2 separate regions of the Zea mays genome follow, and region 2 is linked to region 1. The links are chromatin contacts, called in public Hi-C maps. All regions are on one chromosome and are shown on one strand. The core of a region is the stretch at or near the end of the contact, and the rest is flanking DNA. Distances in the headings are between cores, read along the strand shown.

The links. A called contact is a pair of places that touch in the nucleus more often than the background predicts.
Region 2: a Hi-C map of leaf mesophyll shows a contact between it and region 1, with 2.2 times the contacts expected there. The contact joins the enhancer-like site here to the promoter of LOC103634425 in region 1. A contact is called at or near these places in 19 of 25 Hi-C or Micro-C datasets (bundle sheath, ear, endosperm and 6 more).

Annotation. Positions count from the first base shown.
Region 1 is chr7:179,491,383-179,494,820 of Zm-B73-REFERENCE-NAM-5.0, reverse strand. LOC103634425 (cytochrome P450 734A5) reads left to right here and starts at 1,853. Exons shown (of 2, transcript XM_008655948.3): 1 at 1,853-2,313. The coding sequence starts at 2,010.
Region 2 is chr7:179,537,016-179,540,453 of Zm-B73-REFERENCE-NAM-5.0, reverse strand. LOC100280627 reads left to right here. Exons shown (of 12, transcript NM_001371672.1): 12 at 1-216. Among protein-coding and RNA genes, the nearest start is that of LOC100280627, 16 kb to the left of the region's middle. Within about 2 kb of position 1,598, at least 6 of the 20 cell types and tissues checked have an H3K27ac peak or open chromatin away from gene starts, as enhancers often do. A contact at or near this core is called in bundle sheath, leaf mesophyll, root tip and 1 more, where this site is marked.

The DNA.
Region 1 (3,438 bases), core at 604-3,103:
TTAACGATGTTTTGCTAAAGAATTTATAAATTTTATGGCTGACCCGATAAACGCCCCTAAAATTCGCCCCTGTGGCGTGCATCTATTATGTGACATGCATGCTATATCTAGAAGGAATACGTGGTAGGACGAACCGACCAGAGGGGCGGGGGATGCACGCTATGCTATCGCTATCCATATGTGACATGTGTACATTGTGAGTTTTTTTTTTCTATTCCCACTTCCCTAATACTAGTAGTCAAGAATTCAATGTACTTAGGGAAGAGCTTAAAGTCTGCAACATGCACAAATTTTCACAATGTCAAGGTCATAATACGTGGTAGTCAAGAATTCAATGTACTTCAAGATTAGTATGCCTCTTGCGGTGCATATATATACTATGTCGATGGCAAACAAGTGGACTGCATATATACTAGCTAATTATTAGTATCTCTATCTAGATAACGTTTTAGACTAAAAATGCATTCATTAATTAATCTATGAATATAGTTTGTAGGTGCGTCCGTATTTATTATATTGATTTAATATGGATGGAAAGACTAGAAAGAACTAAATTTTAGGACAGAGGAATATGTTTTATTTTCTACAAAATGAGTATGTACGCGTACTTTAAGAAACAAAATGAGTATATCTGCATATATATATATATACATGTACTGCCAGCAGGGAAGCATCTTAGTATGCGTTTGTATATCGTCTTAGTATTTGCATATCAATAAACGCCGGTAGTACATATACGCACCTGGAGAATTAATGTAGATGTAGATGGCAGCAGCACACAGTGCAGACATGCAAGGAAGTCGTAGGCAAACAAAGCATGTATCTATCATATTCTAGTCTAAAAAGTAGGAAGCAATCCAACCACTAACACCATAAAAAAGGGTAGAAATGACAAGGATTTGCATGCAAAGCAATACCTGTACCTGGTGACGGAGGGTACGTTTTGATCTGGCTTTTCGGTTCGAACTGAACGGTGGTTAACGACCACGAAAAATAAAGGCGTGTCAGGTCCGGTATTCGTATATATACCAGTGATGTCTGAATATTATAAAACATGAAAAAAATATATATGTAAAGAACAGCTAGCTACATTCCGGCATCAGGAATAGAGAGAAGGAAGGGGGATCGGATCAGCTACCGGCCGGTGCGTGTACGTGGCCAACTGTGCCGTGTTGTGCCGTGCATGCGCGTGGCTGGCGGCGACAGGGCCCCGACCGTACCAACCCCCCGCGCCACGCCTTTTTCCCGGACGGACGACAGCAACACAGCAGGCAGCAGCCGCGAGTGCATGCGCGCGCGGCGCGACCTGACCAGACCTCAGGGTGCCTCAATGCAAAGCTAGCTAGACCTAGACGACATGGAAATCCAACTCCAATCCGGAGTCCATCAGACCAAATTAAAGCAATGTGAAAACCTCTTTTCCCCCCCTCCGAGACTAGACTAAAATTCCGCAACAATGGAGTATGTGTGTGTGTGTGAATCTTGTAGGATGCTTTCATTCGTTTCAAACTTTGTTGACATTGCTCACCTACCCCCTACCATGCATGAACGACGAAGAACAGTCCTCCAATTCCCTGCTTCATCATCAGACCCATATACAATTCAATATATGCTCTACTACAAAGTGTTAATAAATAAAGAGGAAAAAAGAAAAATTCCGTGGATGGCAGCAACCTGGAGCACAGATAAGGCCTCTGTATTCAATTCAATAATCCAAATACGAAAAGCTGCCGATCGACATCGCAGTCTCATGCATGAATGCATCTCATCCTTCCCACTGCTGTCGCCCAGCAGCTAGCTATGTGCCTGTCTTCTGTCTATATAAACCTGGCGTCCCGCGTAGGGAAGGCGTACTACCAGGTCCCCATTGCGGCCTCCTGCCTCCACTCCACCTCGAAAGGGCGAGGCGGGGCAGCTAGCACCGCAGCTGCTGCTTCTTCCTCCACGCCGGTGCACCGGCAAATAACCCCCCCGCGGGCACCCGCCGCCCCGAGCGTAGCGCGCGCCATATGACGACGGCGTGGTGTTGGCCGTGGCCGTGGCAAGCGACCTTGCTCGCGGCCGCGGCGTGGCTGTGCCTGCACGCGGCCGTGGCGCGGCTCATGGAGGCGCTGTGGTGGCGGCCGCGCCGGCTGGAGCGCCACTTCGCGCGCCACGGCGTGCGTGGGCCGGGCTACCGCTTGTACCTGGGCAGCTCCATCGAGCTCAGCCGCCTCATGGAGGACGCCTCCTCCCGCCCCGCGCCGCGCGATGAGCCGCACCGAGTTCTGCCCCGGGTGCTCGCCTTCCACCACCATTGGGACAAACTCTACGGTACGGTATATCGATCGACACCCCACTAGTTGGCCTGTTGCATGCCTAATCTCTGCAGTGCATCCTGGATCAATAATCAACTAATTACTTAATTAATCCATCCAGTTCTTCTCTTACGATCACCTGAGATTCGTCCATCCATCGAATTCTTCAAAACATTATTCCCTTTTTTTATTTCCTTCGATCGAAAACCTTAGCCTTTGACAAAGCCAAAAGGAAGAATCAACGACGGTGCAACTTTACAGGTTTACCGGTTCCAACTCCGCATGAATGGAAATTAAACAAAAGGCGTGCATTTGCGCGTATGCATATACAAATCTATATCATATTTTTTAAATAAATAAATAAATAAAAGAGTGGACGTACGACGCGCGCGCGCGGGCGGGAAAGGAGGCGACATGCTTCCATGCTTTTGGCAGACAGAAACACAACAACTCATCTAAACTATGCTCTATTGTTGAGTAGAGTGACCTTCATTTCGTCATCTCAGTTTCGCTTTGAATTCACCAACTCAATCTCACTTTAAACATATGTGGATCCATCCGTGCGGTACGTGCAAGCGGCCGGCTTTCATGCTTGCTTCGTGCTTCGTGCAATCTCACTTTAAACATATGTAGAAGTTGTAGTCAGAGTTGATCGAGCGAGGATCCAAACCCGTTGGTTGCTTACTCGCTGTTAGTTTATGCTATATTATGCTAATCTTTGCGGAGATCGTTGATGATAATTAGTCGACGCGGTTTGTGGAGTATAACATGGAAAGGACAACCCTAGCCAGCTACGACGACTTACCTACACATGCTATAGATCATGCGCATGCATGCATGTGCGTTTAAAACACTGAAGCAAAGTGCTGCGGCCTTAGCTTGGCTGCACGGCAACCCAGTACGCCTAGAGATTTTATCATTGCCTGCTTGCACTTGCCGCGTTTCCCATGGTATGGTATCACATGCATATGCGCTTGCTTGATCATGCTACGTCGGATGCAGCATATATGATTTCATATGCCAACTTGCATTTTGTCAAAAGAATTATACTAGACGTGGTTTATATATTCACTCACACACACATGCATGACCGATGAAAACCAATAAGGTTTTCTCTCTCCTTTTTTAAGAGAGACAAGCA
Region 2 (3,438 bases), core at 349-2,848, 46 kb before region 1:
CTATGCAGTGATGTAGTATTTATGCCTTTCTTCTTTGTGTTTTTTATTAGCAGAAAATACAGGTTTTCTATTTATGCTTTTGTTAGAGAACTAGCTCTTGGAGAGGGGGCATATTGACCCCATTTGGAAGGGTTTGCATCTCAGCAGCAGCAGGTATCAGAATTGAGAATACTGCCTAATGTGCTCGACAAGTAAAAGCTGGATCTCTTTTGTCTATGGCACTTTCATGCTATTCATACGCGGTCTTCTCCTGCATTGGCATTGCAAATCTCCGTTTAATTAAATTTCTGGTGGTTATAGTAAGGCTACAGGAAACCTTCCATGGCCAGGCACCTCTGTGTAACTGTCACGTGACCTGGCTCTCACTATTCTGAACATTCATCTTGTGCTGACTGCTGAACGCCTGGGCTCTGTTCAGCGACTGATGTAACACATCGTATTTTGGAGAAGGCAAAAAAAGAAAAGAAAAAGAAGGGATAGGGACAGGCTACTTGTCTGCCAAGTGCTACCCATCGATCATCGTATCTGCGAAGTATTTTGGATGAGGTTTGCAGATCTTGCACCGCGTAGTATAATTCTTTGTCACAAGAAGCTCGCTCGCCGAGCTACCGTGTTCATATATCGTCTTACACTGGCCGCCTTGTCAGCATCAGAGCAGTAAACAACAATTGCTCTTTGCCTGAGCCTGGGGCTAGAGCCAGTCCATTGATTATCTATCCATTGATCTATTTGTTAAAGTATGAAATATAAATAAAATAATAGAAATGTAAATGAACAAGTGATTGAAAAAAAACATATATTTGTATTGATCTAATCATAAAATATATGCATGGTGAAGTGGTGTGGTGAAAGGATATCTTGTCCTGAAGGATAATATAAAATCATTTTCACTCTCTGTCAGAGGATGTGTCTGTTTGGTGGTTATGGTATCACCTAACATAGTTACTAATGTCCACTCTAGTCTTGATCATCCATAGAAAGGTGTCTATCTAGAGAGACATCTTCAACATATGTCTTTTGTGTGCACTTTGTGCTTAATCATGCGCACGGAGAAAAACTTTCCGGTTACCAACACGAGTTTTTTGTGCTCACTTTATCATCACCAAGCACGCTTAACTCAGATGTGTGTTTGAGACAGATTTCCGAGAAAGAAGTTGCACTTTTTTGGTATGCGTATTCTATCAATCATATTAAGTCTTTGACTAGGTTGTCACAATCCACCTACGAGCCCCAAACACACTTAATTTTTATATGTTCTTCGAGATAGAATTTCAAAAAAAGATGTTGTTATGAGTATTCTATCAATCCTATTAAGTCTCGGACTATGATATCACAATCCACCTGAGCCAATATATGACAATAATGCCTAATTTAATTTTAGATCAACTAAGAAAATTGTCTATTTAGAAAGATATCTATATTTAAAGGGACATGTTTCGTCTAGCTCCTTTTTTTTTAAAAAAAAAGAGGAGGGGAGAAACTACAGGCGGCTATGCTCTGCAGCTCTCGACTCGATCGTTGAGCTTCACCTGCACCCTCGTGACTCGTTGACATGGGCACCAGATTATGGGTATCCCCAGCCGCTGTCGCAATCACGAATGCCTGTCAGCACTGCCGCGCTGGTTGCAGCCGCCGTCCGCACTGCAATGCCAATGCATGCATGCTTGTCAACGGCGGCTGCGTGCGTTGGCGTACGTATGCTGCTGGGCCAGCGGTGACCAGCTGGTTTCTATATGTTCGTTCCAAGTTAGATAAAAAACTATTGTGAGGAGTATGTACGTTCCAACTTCCAAGTTACTCACGCGTTCTATACACAAAAACTATATTCTCTCCTTCCGATTTTGTCTTTCTAGGTTTGTCTCAGCTGATCAAACTATTTAAACTTTGATATATATATATATATATATATATATATATATATATATATATATATATATATATAATTAAATTGTTTTGAACTAAAAGAATTACATATGATGATAGTTCAAGTTACGATAAATCTAGTAATTTCACTAAGATCTTATAGAACATCTGATGATATAACCGGTCAAAAAGTTAATAGTGATTGACTTAAAACAAATCCAAAGGAACAAACTCATATGGACTGAGGGAGTATTGTGTAATGAAGTTTTATGTGTCATCGTTGTACAATTAAACTCAAGAAAATTATTAAAAATCTAAAAAATGATAAAATGTTTTTGTTATTTGCTTTACTAATATTTTAAATTTCAAATTTCAATTCATCCTATATTAAAACATATAAAAATAGAAAAAAAACTGTCCAATACAAAGAAAAATCAAAATAATGGGAACTTGCAGAGTATCACGCGCGCGGACCCTGCGGATTGTTAATGACTAGAGACACTCCAGTGACAGCGTAGACACAGTTCGGCGGCGGCATCGGGAGAATATAAGTACATTATTTTTTATATTATTATATATATATACAGGCGATATTGTAAATGGGTTGCTGATCGAACGGCCGCCCGGCCGGATTAATAACGAAGCGACGACTTTGAGAGTTACGACAACAATCAGCTGACACTATTATATTGCACAATCGATCTATACTTCTGGTTAAAAAAAAACCTGGTCGTTCAGTCTCCGTTTTTCGGTCTAAACTGTAAATCTAGGAGACTGGGACTAAAGATCTCATCTTTTAGCTTAGTCCCCTGAACCAGCAACTGGGATTGAAGAAAGGAGACTTTTAGTCTCCGTTGCTGTTATTAACGAGCACTAAGGTAGTGTTTGGTTGAAGAGACAAGTAGAATGGAGCCGTTTTGTCTCAGTTTTGTTGTTGTTTGGTTACAAAGTAAGTAGAACGGAATGACTCCAATTAGTGAATATTCTCCTCAGATCCGGAACCATTCCGCTCCAAAAAATCAACCGGACGGAGCCGCTCCGTTCTCATCCCGCTCTCACAGTCACGCTCCGTTCCGTTCACTCTGCAACCAAACAAAAAACAGAGCGGCTCCGTTCCAGATTACCAAGCACAGAACAGAGCGGCTCCGTTCCTAGAATCAGGGATGGAACGACTCCGTTCTACTTGGCTCCTCAACCAAACACTACCTAAAGGTCTCATTTTTATGGTTTCTTTTTATTTATTTTTTCTATCTTAAATAGTTTTTCGTGTAGGTTTGTACGTCCATAAACTATGCATATGTTTTTAAAATGTGTTGGGTACCATAATTAGGGGTACCCCCAACACTCCTAAACTCGGCTGGTAATCACCATCAGCGCAAACTGCAGAGGCTGATGGGCGCAATTCAGGTCAATGCTTCGTCTACTCAAGGGACGCGATCTCGCCTCACCCGAGCCCAGCCTCGGGCGGGAACAGTAGTCCCAGACGGATTCACGCCTCGCCCGAGGGCCTCCTCAAGCAACGGGCACTCCCTCGACTCGCCCGAAGCCCGGCTCGGGCAGGCTTCGTAGTGAAGC